Regions from separate parts of the Drosophila melanogaster genome. Here region 2 is linked to region 1. A link is a contact called in public targeted proximity ligation data. All regions are on one chromosome and are shown on one strand. The core of a region is the stretch at or near the end of the contact, and the rest is flanking DNA. Distances in the headings are between cores, read along the strand shown. Region 1 holds the start of Atg13 (Autophagy-related 13). Region 2 holds the start of CG11737.

Region 1 (5,981 bases), core at 2,503-5,002:
GGTGGATCAAGGACAAGGGACCTGTCATCGAGACCTACATTGGTTTCATTGAGACATACAGGGATCCTGCTGGAGGTCGGGCTGAATTCGAGGGCTTCGTGGCCATGGTGAACAAGGAGAGCTCGGCCAAATTCTCCGAGCTGGTGAACCGCGCCGAGAAACTAATAGAGTACCTGCCCTGGACGGAGCCTTACGAGAAGGACTCTTACCTGAAGCCAGACTTCACATCCCTGGATGTCCTCACATTTGCCGGCAGCGGAGTACCAGCGGGCATCAATATTCCCAATTACGACGAAATCCGCCAGGATGAAGGCTTCAAGAACGTCTCGCTGGGCAATGTGCTGGCCAACATCAACCGCAAGGATCCCATTCCTTTCCTCACCGAGGAGGATCAAACTCTGATGAAAGAGTACAAGGTGAAGGCTTTTGAGGTGCAAGTGGGCCTCCATGAACTCCTAGGCCATGGTAGTGGCAAGCTATTCCGCATCGACGAAAATGGTGTGTACAACTTTGACAAGGAGAACACTAAGAACCTGGTCACCGGTGAACCCATCACCAAGTGGTATCTTCCTGGAGAAACTTACGACACCAAGTTCGGAGCAATTGGTTCCTCGTACGAGGAATGCCGCGCCGAGGCGGTGGGCTTGTATCTCTCCCTGCAGCGTGACATCCTGGAGATCTTTGGCTTCAAGGACAAAGCCGAGCAGGACAACATCATCTATGTCAACTGGCTGAGTCTCATCTGGAACGGCATGGGTGTGGCTCTGGAAATGTTCAACCCGAAGTCCAAGCTGTGGCTCCAGGCGCACTCTCGCGCTCGTTTCGTGATCATGAAGGTGCTGCTGGAGGCAGGCGAAGGACTCGTTAAGGTCGAGGAAACCGAAAAGGGTAAAAACCTTTTGCTGACGGTGGATCGCAGCAAGATCGATACCGTGGGCAGGAAGGCGCTGGGCGATTTCCTGACCAAGCTGCAGGTGTACAAATCCACCGCCGACATCGAGGCAGCTTCCAAGATGTACGAACACTACTCGAAGGTCGACGAGAGCGGATCGCATCCGTGGGCCAAGTGGCGGGATATCTGCCTGGCGCACAAGAAGCCGCGTATGATTCTCGTCCAGGCCAACACGGCGATCGGCCAGGACCAAAAGGTCCAGCTGAAGACCTACGAGCCCACCCACGAGGGGTACATCCAGTCATGGGTGGAGCGCTACCCCAACACTGACATCGACGATCTTCTGGAGAGCATCGTGGAGAAGGACAAGAAGTATTTCCCGACTGCCTTCAACAACTGAGAACATTTCGCATTTAACATTTTCGCCTTCATTATCAATTCAATTTGTTAACTATGATTTTGAAAAAAAATATATAAAAATATATATAGTCATCTAATGACCAACAATTTTAAATTTTAAATTGCTTTTATAGTAAAACTTTCGTAGTGAATGGTGATTTTAAGATCGTTTTTGCCATTCACCGAAAATATTGACAAAGGACCTGAATTTAATTGCTTGTATGTACATACATATATTGCGACCAAATGTATATTGCTCATAATAGCTCCACAATTAAGAATGTAAATATAAAATCAAATACTACAATTTGTTCATTGAATGTTTTCATAGTAGCCAGTCGATAAATATTGGTTTTTTTTTTTTTATTTTGTTTCTCGTTTCCATTTCTGTTTGCATTGTTTTGACCACCATGGCAACCGGTAGAAATCGTGGTAACCACAAGGAAGGTGGCACTATCAACATCGGACAGCCGCTATTCCAGGTGCCTCATTCATTGCGCAAGGAGCACGACTTTTTCAGCTCACAGCTGTTCCGAAAATTGCAGTACGACCTGGAGGAGGTGAGCCGCAGCCAGGAGCTTTCCAAAGTGAGTCCCATAACCCGCGACTTCATCGAGGAGGCAGCGATGACGCAGGAAATGCAAGATCTTAAGCGTGCGGAGTTTGTGGAGAGGAAACGTCGCCAGCAATTGCGGCGGGATTGCGAGGAACTGCGCGACTTGGCGGAGCAGCTGCGCCTAGCCGCCATTTCCAGGGATATAGCCGAGAATTTGGAGGAGAAAAAACGTCGTCGACAGCTAGACATCAAATTGGAAGCCGCGGAAGTGTCCCAAGAGCGCTGTCTGCTGGAGGTCAGGCAACGTGAGAAGGAAGTGGCTCTTAAGGAGGAACAACGCCGCCTTAGGGAGTCCTTGGCTGAACAAATGGAGGAGAACCGCCGACGGCGCCTGCAAGAGCACGCTCAGGTGATGAATGACCGGGAGCTGAGCCTTCTGATGCAGAAGCAAATCCAGGAAGAGGATCGAGCCCAGGAGCTGGAGGCGCAGAGAAAAAAACTACAAAAGCGACAGGACATGCTGCGGTCCATCAAGGAGAACCAGGAACTCAGAGAATGGCAGCGAGCTCAATACAACCAGGAGTTGAGTGACTTAGTCCAGAAGCAAAGTGACATGGAGCGCAGGAAACTCCAGCTGGAGGCTGAACGCCAGGAGATTCAACGCAAAAAACAAGAAATCAGCATTCGTTTGGGCCAGCAAGTCCTAGAAATCGAAGTAAGTCTTGAAGCGGTTTTTCGATTCAATCAATAAAGCTAACTCTTATTGCAGAACAAAAAACGGCATCGCGACAATCTGCTGCTGGATCTGTTGGAGGCGGAGTACACGGCCAAGAGTGACGAGCGCTATCGCCAACAGATGCAGCAGGAGCAGATGTCTCGCCAGCGCACCAGACAGGAGTTGGATCGCTATCGACAGGAGGTGAAGCATCGTAAGATGGCCGAAATGCAGATGAAGCGGGCGGAGATGGCTACGCGGCAGGAGGAGGCGCCGGATACAATCAACCAGAATTCCGAAAAGCAACTGGATGAATATCGCAGACGCCGGGCCCATGGAGCCTCCTTGCTTGCTATGATTGAGGATAATCACCGGAAGCGGGCGGAGGCCACCGCTGAAAATGTTCAGTACTTTGACATGAAGGCCAAGATCGATGCCGAGCAAGAGGAACGCATCAAACAGGAGCGTTTGGCCATGTTGAGCCAGGTTCCTTCCTCCGTGCTTCGATATCTACCAAAGCATGTCCTTAAGTCTACGGATAGGGAGCATTTCTGCCTAATTGACGCTCAGGCACGGGGCGGTGGCGATTCCTAGTCAGTGGCATAGTTCCAAATTGTAATTCTAAGACGGTCAAGTTTATTTTTGGCTTCCAAAAATAAATTATTTAAAATTAAGCGCCGTTGTGTCTACGTGACGTGTATCATTTAGGCTAGCGAAGATGCCAGACCGTCGCCTGTGCTGCCAGTTCGTTGTTTTGCTCGATTGGAAACCTCGATTGAAAGGATATTCTCACAGAATGCGCATCTGCTGTTTCAATTTGGTTTAATATTATTTTGAAAGCTCGGCCTAATAACCGCTTCATAATTGCCGCGAAAGTGTTTATGCAGTCCAATCAAAAATACTATAAATGTTATCTGTAATTGAAATTTTATATCAAATTGACTACTAACTATTTCTTTGCATCTTACTAATTGCATTCAAAAAACATAACTTTCATAAAATACATGTTTAGATATACGTTTATTTTGACTGGTATACCAATATATATCTTTTTATAAAAGATAAAGCCAGTGCTGCGGAAGCTTGTCGCTGGTGCAGAAGCTCGTGTGTGTGAATAGCTTCTTTTCGAAATCAGTGGTACCGAGCAATATCGAAACCAAGACATCCCTAACACGCCCATTATCGGACTATCGATACTATCGCGAGTGCTAGCTGACGCTGGTCTGGTTTTATTTTATGTTAACGGGAGTGATCTTGCGTACAAACAATAACACGGAATCGCAGTGAAAGGGCGTTGCACAAATGACAGTGTTTTGGCAAAATGCCCGGGCTAGTTTTGACCACGTTTAGCAGTGCCTAGAACGCAGAGTGCGCGACGCTAAAACAAGAGAACCGCGACAAAACAAAACGCGGAAACGCATAAAGTGAAAAAAAAAACACAAACGCAGACAGCGAACTTTGGACACAGACAATCGTAAACGCACGGGGAAAACAAAGAAAAACGAAGAAATGTCGGCGCAGCGTCTAAATGCAGCGGAACGGGATTTGGAGAAGTTCATCAAGTTCCTGGTCTTGAAGTCCACCCAGGTGGTGGTGCAGTCCCGACTGGGCGAGAAGATGCAGACACAGTGCAATCCACTGGCGGGCAGTGATTGGTTTAACATAGCCGTGCAGGATCATCCGGAGGTCCTGGACGAGACCAAGCGGGCTCTGAACCTAAAGACAGGAGAGAGCATTCTGCAGCGCCTGCCGTTGTGCGTGGAAATATCCCTGAAAACGACTGAGGGTGACCAGATGGTGTTGGAGGTGTGGTCCCTAGACCTGCTCCAGCCCCAGAATGGTGCCTCCCCGGCCACCAATGACCTGAACCCCGAAGGCCAGACCCTAAAGGCAGCCCACGCCATCTACAATCGCATGGGCATCATGCTCAAGTCCCTCATATCGCTGACCCGCACCACGCCCGCCTACAAATTATCCCGGCGCCAGTGCCCCGACTCGTATGGCATCTTCTACAGGATCTACGTGGACAGGCCGCAGGTCCACACCCTGGGCGAGGGTCACAAGCACGTAAAGATCGGACAACTCAGCACGATTGTTGGCTCGCTGGTCATGTCCGTGGCCTACCGCACAAAGCTGACCATTTCGCCCACGGCTGCCCAGTCAGAGAGCAACACCATAATGCTGAAGTCGGATCACTTTAGACCCGCCACGGATGCCAATACACCTGGCAACCAGCAGCAGACTCAAAATGGCACTGTCGTGGCCAAGAAACTGGGCTTGGGTGCCCTAAATCCCGCCCAGGGTACAGCCGATCGGCGGTTTATCGATATAGAGAAGCCGTTGCGACCGGGAGCCTTCACAGATATGGGCAAACTAAAGCAGTACACTGAAGATGACTTTGTGTTGCCGGAAACCCCGCCTTTCGAGTGGCTTTTGCGAGGACGCGGCTCTGTGGAGTCCCTCAATCGACTGGATAACAATTCGGTCGCCAGTGTAAACATCAGTAATAACAACAATAGTACGCAGGATAGTAAATTCAACCAGATCAGCAATCTCAACAACAACTCGGCAGGCTTCAAGAGTTTCGAGAAGAACTCGGAAAACTCAGTATCGCCAATAAAGAGCCTGCTGATCCCCGCCAGCGCCACAGCCACATATCGTCACCATTCAGAGCCTTCGCTACAACCACCGCCTGATGATGATAATCTGCTAAAAGAGCTCCACTTCCCTTTCGCCTCGCCCACGTCGCACGTAAACGATCTGGCCAAGTTCTACAGGGAATGCTATCATGCGCCACCGCTGAAGGGACTTAATGAACTGCAGGCAGAGATCTCATCGATTTCCTCGACCCCGCCAGCATCCAGTGGTTCCGGCGGTGTAGCAGCATGCGGTCCGACGGCGGCGGCCACAGCGATCGCAACCAGTTCCGCTGATGCCAGCGCCATGGACGATCTGTCCCGGCAACTGGAGCAGTTCGAGACCTCGCTGGAGGACTACGACAAGCTGGTCTCGCAGTTCGGGCTAACGGGCTCCTCATCGACGGGTAGCCGCAGCAGTGGTGGGCTCCAAATGAGCAACTGAGCGGAATAATGCCTCTAGTTATGTCATTAGTTAGTTTTTATTTATGGAAGGGCGGTCAATATGGAGAGAGGCAGGGACAAACTAAAATATCAAGGACGACTTTAGAAAGATTGCTTGGGAAAGTAAAGGTCTTAAGTTCAGCATTTCTCTCATCCTTTTAAAATCAGTTTTCAGTTATGTATTTCGATTAGATAAGGAATGTAAGATCAGATTTTACTGCATAATGTTTATATGTCTTTTTAAAACAACCTACTTTCTTATCACCCAAGCAATGTTGCATAATGATTAAAGAATATTTTCAAAGAAATGGATTTCAGACCTATACTTTGGCTTGAGCC
Region 2 (5,981 bases), core at 1,979-4,478, 170 kb after region 1:
GCATAGAAACATACAAATTGGTCAAAATATGAAATGTAATACTTCTTTGAGCTCGTAATCGAATTCCTAAAAAAATTGCATTCAAATTTAAAAATTTTAATTTTTTGGTAATTTTTTGCACATTTTGAAAAAAAAATTAATTTTCAAAAATTCCCCAATTAGTGATAGGGATCGTTAGCATTGGTAATAAGCTCTACAAAAAAGTTATTCTTTTTGCTAAATGATCATTTTTACGCGAGTTATGATGAAAACCAAATTTTTTGGTCTAATTTTAGCCAATGTAGTTTTCTGACTTTTCGGCCAAAATTAATTCATTTTGGGTTACAACAGATAGTTTAAACAATTCCAATTCTTCGAAACTGTCATGTTTAATAATATTGATATCCAACTCTATGTAATTTTAGCGCACTTCTTCTTAGAGGGAGTATTTAATTTAATAGAATATCCAGTTAATAGTAAGTGGCGAACATAATCCATTGTTAATTTTACATTTGCCTACAACATCCGGCCGACAAGAATCTGGTTGGAATTGCGGCAATTGTCTCTCGGTTTTCCATGGCTGTGCGACATTTGACACATTCACTCATCGGCGAACATGTGTGACTTTAGACCAAGAAAACAAAAGAGCTCATGGGTTGGGATTGGGTTTTTTTTGTTGGGTGGAATGGAAAATGTCTGTTTTGGCACTCTGTTCGTTAGCAGAAGCCACAACATTTATATTTTGAAGTGAAGTCAGTGCGGTCTTGGCCACACTTTTTGGTCTGCACAAGTGGTAAATGGGAAATCGAGATGGTCACCATCATCGTTCGGCCTGACTTCTTGGTCAGAAGGTCCGGCCACGTATATTGACGATTCAGGGACATTGTTTTGACCGAGACTAACACCAATACCATGTTCCGGTTAACCACATTGTGATCGACGACGGGGGGTAAATAAGAAATAAGCGAATGAAAGCAATTAATAAAATAACAAGTTTGTGCAAAATTAATTGTGTATTATGCAAAAGGCTTGCTAATGGCAGGATATGCATCAATGTACGCTGCTGGTCCCCATGAAATATTACAGTGACGACAATGTCTACTTCGGCCGTAGATCCTGTCCCCCTGATCCTACCGTTTTCGTAATGGCCGTGCGCACCAATGAGCAAATGAACAATTTATTACCGCTTAATTGAACACATTTGGACGCAACCGCACACACGTAGAGGGCCTAAACAAATGGCCACATGCAGGCGGCTGGACCTGGACAGGACCTCCACATTAAGAAGCGCCGGGGGGTTTTTGGGTTCTCGGCTTGGTTTGCCGACCAGGATAAATGAGCCCAAGACAAGTCTATAAATGCCGGAGAGACGGCGAGTTTGGTGAACCAGTGAGGGAGTAGGTGGAGTCGTGGGACGGTGTGGTCAAGCAACTCAATGGGCACCCCAACCCAAATATAATCCCAAGTTGGCTGTAGATTCGGAAAATCCGTTCCTTGTAACTCGCTGCATATTAAACGCACGGATCGCTGGACAAATTGATTTCTAAGTGGCTGCCGGATTGACAGCTCACAAGGTCCTTGTGTGTGTGTGTGCGGCTGCCGGCTATTTTCACAATTATCCTGCACTCGACCTGCAACGTGCAACCTGGTCTGTCCTGCAACCTGGTCTGTCCTGCGACCGGGCTAATTGCCAATTGAACCCCAAAGAAAGCGGGACAACCTTAGATTAGCAGCAACAATAGGGTCCTTGCCTTTTAAGTGCTTACTTAGCGGCACGTCAGAAACAAGAACTTATCCCGGGATATCAGGGACGGAGAAGCAACCCCAAAACACCTCGAGTAAATTAAGTGAGTGCCAGGTCCTGACAGAGTCAAGTATATTTGATATACATGGCACTCTACACCCCCAAAAAACAACACCATTCTTAAGCCGCAGCAAAAACAGGCGAATCACACAAAGCGGCCGCAATTTCGCTAAGCATTTGAGCGGGAAACGGCAAAAGTGGAGCTACGCAGCGACCGCAAAGGTGGAAAGGATATGAACCAGGACTCACCCCAGCTGCCATCTCAGTTTAGGCCTGGAACCGAATGAACTACTTAAGCGCTTTTGGCTTTTCAAAATAAGCCGTGCCACAGGTAAATGGCAAAAGCAACAGCCAAAGCAAAAGCAACGGCATGGGAGCAGCCACAAACAATAACGAAATATTTTGTATATCCGCTGAGCCTTGTCAACCGCACCGAAAGAGCTTCTTAACACTGAAAAAACAATCTGTCAAATGAGGAGTAAAAATGGAATAAACTTACAATAAACATTTGTTGGTGTGCAAACAAAAAATTGAGGAGAATTTCGTTTTATGTCTAACAGTATGTCTCTTTAATTAAATATTTATTGATATTATCAATTTTTATTAAGATATTCTTTCAGTGCATGCGTAAATGAATATAGGCAGGAGCTGGAGCAAAAGGACGCTGGAATTGAAAGTGGAACAAGTGCTCAGCCAGAGACATGCACAGATACACTTTATGAACTACAACCGAAATCCAATTGATTGTGCAGGCAAAGAGTCTCTGCCTGAGTCTACCATTTTGGCAGGCCAAGTGCTTTGGTAGTCGGGATGGAGTCTGAGTTGATTGTGGCACGAATTGTGGCCTCAGAGGCCACAGGATTCACAAATGAAAATTCGAGCAACGCGTGGGCGGCAGGCCGCAAAGGAAAATGGAAAACAGGATGAGCAAGAGCGGAATCTACAGCTTAGCACGATAATTTTCAGCCAATTTAATTCCACTCGAGGTGAAATATATTGTTTAATTAGGAACGAAGAATACTGTTCCTATTCGACTCAATAAACAAACGAAATTGAAATGTGCAACAAATAAGTTAAGCTTCAATCCCATTAATCTTTTTCCCATATATATATATACAGCTTTATTACGAAATGATGGGTTTTAATACACATATTTAAAAATGAGATAACAATTTTAAGTTTTACAAGCCATTTTGCCATTTTCAGATATATACCAAAAAAAAAAAAAAAATTTCCAAAATGTGTATAGAGAAATATATTTCTTATGAAACAGAACTAATTTTTTATTCATACCTAACATATTGTAAACACTGACCAATGATTTATCCAACAAGTTGCTCACAAATTTAGCATTCAAAACTCGCGCGCAAAAGCAACAATTAAAAGCTGAATGCTACATCACTGGAACCATGGGTCTCCGCCTGTCTATCGATAACGCGATAGGCAGAGGCGCAGTCGATAGCCATCAGTTCGCCTTATTATTGTTTACAAAGCGCAATTCCCGTCAAAATAAAGCTGATAAATTAGTGATTAAAGTCGCGCGTATACTAAAAAAAATGCAGTTTGTGGCCTGCTAAAGGGCGCAGCATTTGCTGCTCGACGGCAGCGGACTCAGAAAGCATTTATCACTCCGCCCAACCACTTGTTGTTGTTGGACTCTGCCCGCCCCATACAACGCCATCCATTATCCATTAAAATACCCCCGCCCGATTTCGCGTCCGTCGGTGAGGGGGACGAGGTCCAGAATCGGGGTAATCAGTGCGTTACACTCACATCTCAATCCGGTACTCCAGTCGGCGTCACTTTGTTGTCACATATTGTCAAATTCTCAACTCGAAGAGCTAGAAAAGTTGCAACTCTATAAATCTCAGACTGAACAAACATCAAACAGCGTATTAAGTAACCAATATTGGAAATCAAGGTGCGATTAGAGAGTGATTGCCGCCGTCAAGTGTCCAGTAGTTTCAGCGTAAGTGCCCCTCTTCACTTCCACAATGCAGATTAGCTGTCTTTTTGTTGTTTTTTTTTTTCAGTACTGTATTTAACTCGTGTCTCTCTGTTAGATTGCGCAAAGATCTCGAAGTTGACCCCGCGTTTAGTGCCTTGGCTTCATCCATATAGTTTCTCATGCAAATCGCGGGCAAGAAAAGTCGGTTGCTAAGTTCGAGAGATAGCATCTCGTGGCAGGTGGTTCGATTTGAAGGGCCTTTTAAAACATAGCTTTCTTTATGGCTGTAATCTTAAGTGCTTTAAGTTGACGATAATCTTAACAATAAATACAACTACAAAAAAAAAGTACCTCGTGAGTTAAAAATTCAGCTAATCTTATCGCAGCATAATAACATTAATGATTCCTTGATTCGTTTTACTCGTGCAAATATATCTCAAAATAAACTTCCATATTTTTCACTCATTTACTTCTCGACAAATATTAACAAACCTACGTATTTCGTGAAACCTTTGTTCCTGCCTTTGGCGAATCCCCCGCAACGGCTAATCTGTCGCATATCTTATCGATTGACAGCAGTAAATTGCCACAGATACCCGACGAACAGCTCTAATCCTCCAATACAACCCATCGTTCCTGGGTTTGCCTCTAGGAATAAGTCAGTTCTGGCCTGGCCAGCAGTTGTCGCAGTTCTCCCCCGGGAATACAAAATAAATTGACCAAACCGAATCAAAATTCGGATCTATTTTCAAGTTCAGTGGAACAACCGATAGCGTCGAGAGAAGAACAATAACAGCTTGTACGTTCGTAGCTCAAAGATAAGATTAAAGGTTAAAAAACGGACTTGGACCCGGCCACCTCATTTGCGGTGACTAACCATTACATATACATATTCTAACCAAAGTTGTCAAAGTTAATTTAAGTTTTTATTAAATTTTGGTAAATGGGTAACAACTATAGTTTCGTTACTACAATCTTACTAAGGTATGGTAGCTTCTTATCATTCACAGTGCGTGCTTATCAAAATCGAATGACAATGGTATCATATCTACTATAATTAACGTATTAAAGTGGCAAAGTTTTAATTTATAAATGTTTACCGAGTTTGAGAGAGATAATCGAGCCTGGCAGGTTCTTTTATAACTCACTAATCCTTTCGTATAGCAGTCCATAGGTGGACTTTTGCATCTAATGATATTATCTTTATATAAATTGAAAGCACAATTTGTTTGCAGATCTACATTCCAAAATGGCGGGACAAAGCAAGCTGATCGATCCACTGTGCATCACTTGCAAGGAGTTCCAGCACCCATGGACGGACCACTGCGTGAGCGCCACCGCCGGTATACTACTCTCGGCCACGCCCTACTGCCTGCGGGTCTACACAATAGTGTACGCCCTGTCCTTGCTGATGCGCCACCGCATTCCAAGTCGCGACGATCTGCGCAAGACGCTGCTAGGGATCATCCAATCGACGGCTTTTCTAGTTACTAATGCCTACACCTTTATCCTGTACAACTGTGCGCTGCGGCACATGCTCGGGAGGTACAACTTCTACACAGTGGCCTTTGTGCCCTGCTTTTTGGCCTCGTTTTCGGCCATTTTGGTTGAGAGACCAGCCCGCCGACCACTACTCACTCTCTACGTGGCCAATGTGGCCACTGAAGCGCTGTGGAAAATGGCAGAATCGAGGGGATGGGTGCGCTCCGTTCCTAATGGACAGACACTCATCTTTGGCGTGAGCATGGCGGCGCTGCTCTACATCTATCGTACTGGCACCACCAAGGATTCCATCTTCAACATCCTTCGCATTTTCGTGGGCAAGGAGGAGGCGGGGCCGATTGTCAAGTCCGGGCCCGCAGTGCCCGGTGAGCAGCCTGCGCCAGACCGCCGACGTCCCACCGTCAGTTTTTCGACTGTATCCGACTGGGTGCGCGTGTACAGCAATCTCATTCGCGCAAAACACGAAAGCTGTCGGCATCAACAGAGCTGCATTGGATACTCCCTGATGGGTGGAATTAAACCCTTTGTGGGTGGAGTGGGTCTTCAGGTTGCCCTTAAGCTGGTCATGAACGTCAAACGAATTACGGCTGGAAAAATGCCGTGGAAGAAGATGATCTTCAACCGTGGTACTCTACAACTGGGCATCTTCATGGGCAGCTTTTCATTTCTCTATAAGGTAAGCGTTTTGACATTGGCTACCAGCAGTTAGTCATTTCTTCGTCCTTGACAGTCGGTGTCCTGCCTGCT

Evidence for each region.
Region 2: a targeted proximity ligation map of the S2 cell line shows a contact between it and region 1, with 5 times the contacts expected there. A contact is called at or near these places in 5 of 107 Hi-C or Micro-C datasets (the Clone 8 cell line, the Kc167 cell line and the S2 cell line) and 2 of 7 datasets of targeted methods (the Kc167 cell line and the S2 cell line).

The regions. Positions count from the first base shown.
Region 1 is chr3R:8,346,063-8,352,043 of dm6, forward strand. Atg13 (Autophagy-related 13) reads left to right here and starts at 3,753. Exons shown (of 1, transcript NM_141539.4): 1 at 3,753-5,981. The coding sequence starts at 4,072. The coding sequence ends at 5,643. CG7352 reads left to right here and starts at 1,517. Exons shown (of 3, transcript NM_001170079.1): 1 at 1,517-1,573; 2 at 1,716-2,562; 3 at 2,617-3,234. The coding sequence starts at 1,918. The coding sequence ends at 3,156. mir-9380 (mir-9380 stem loop) reads right to left here and starts at 2,716; the gene lies at 2,640-2,716. DppIII (Dipeptidyl aminopeptidase III) reads left to right here. Exons shown (of 3, transcript NM_169218.3): 3 at 1-1,403. The coding sequence ends at 1,292.
Region 2 is chr3R:8,514,640-8,520,620 of dm6, forward strand. It overlaps CG11737, which reads left to right and starts at 3,229. Exons shown (of 5, transcript NM_141546.4): 1 at 3,229-3,752; 2 at 4,967-5,910; 3 at 5,965-5,981. The coding sequence starts at 4,981. It overlaps lncRNA:CR46228 (long non-coding RNA:CR46228), which reads left to right and starts at 2,404. Exons shown (of 1, transcript NR_133366.1): 1 at 2,404-2,745.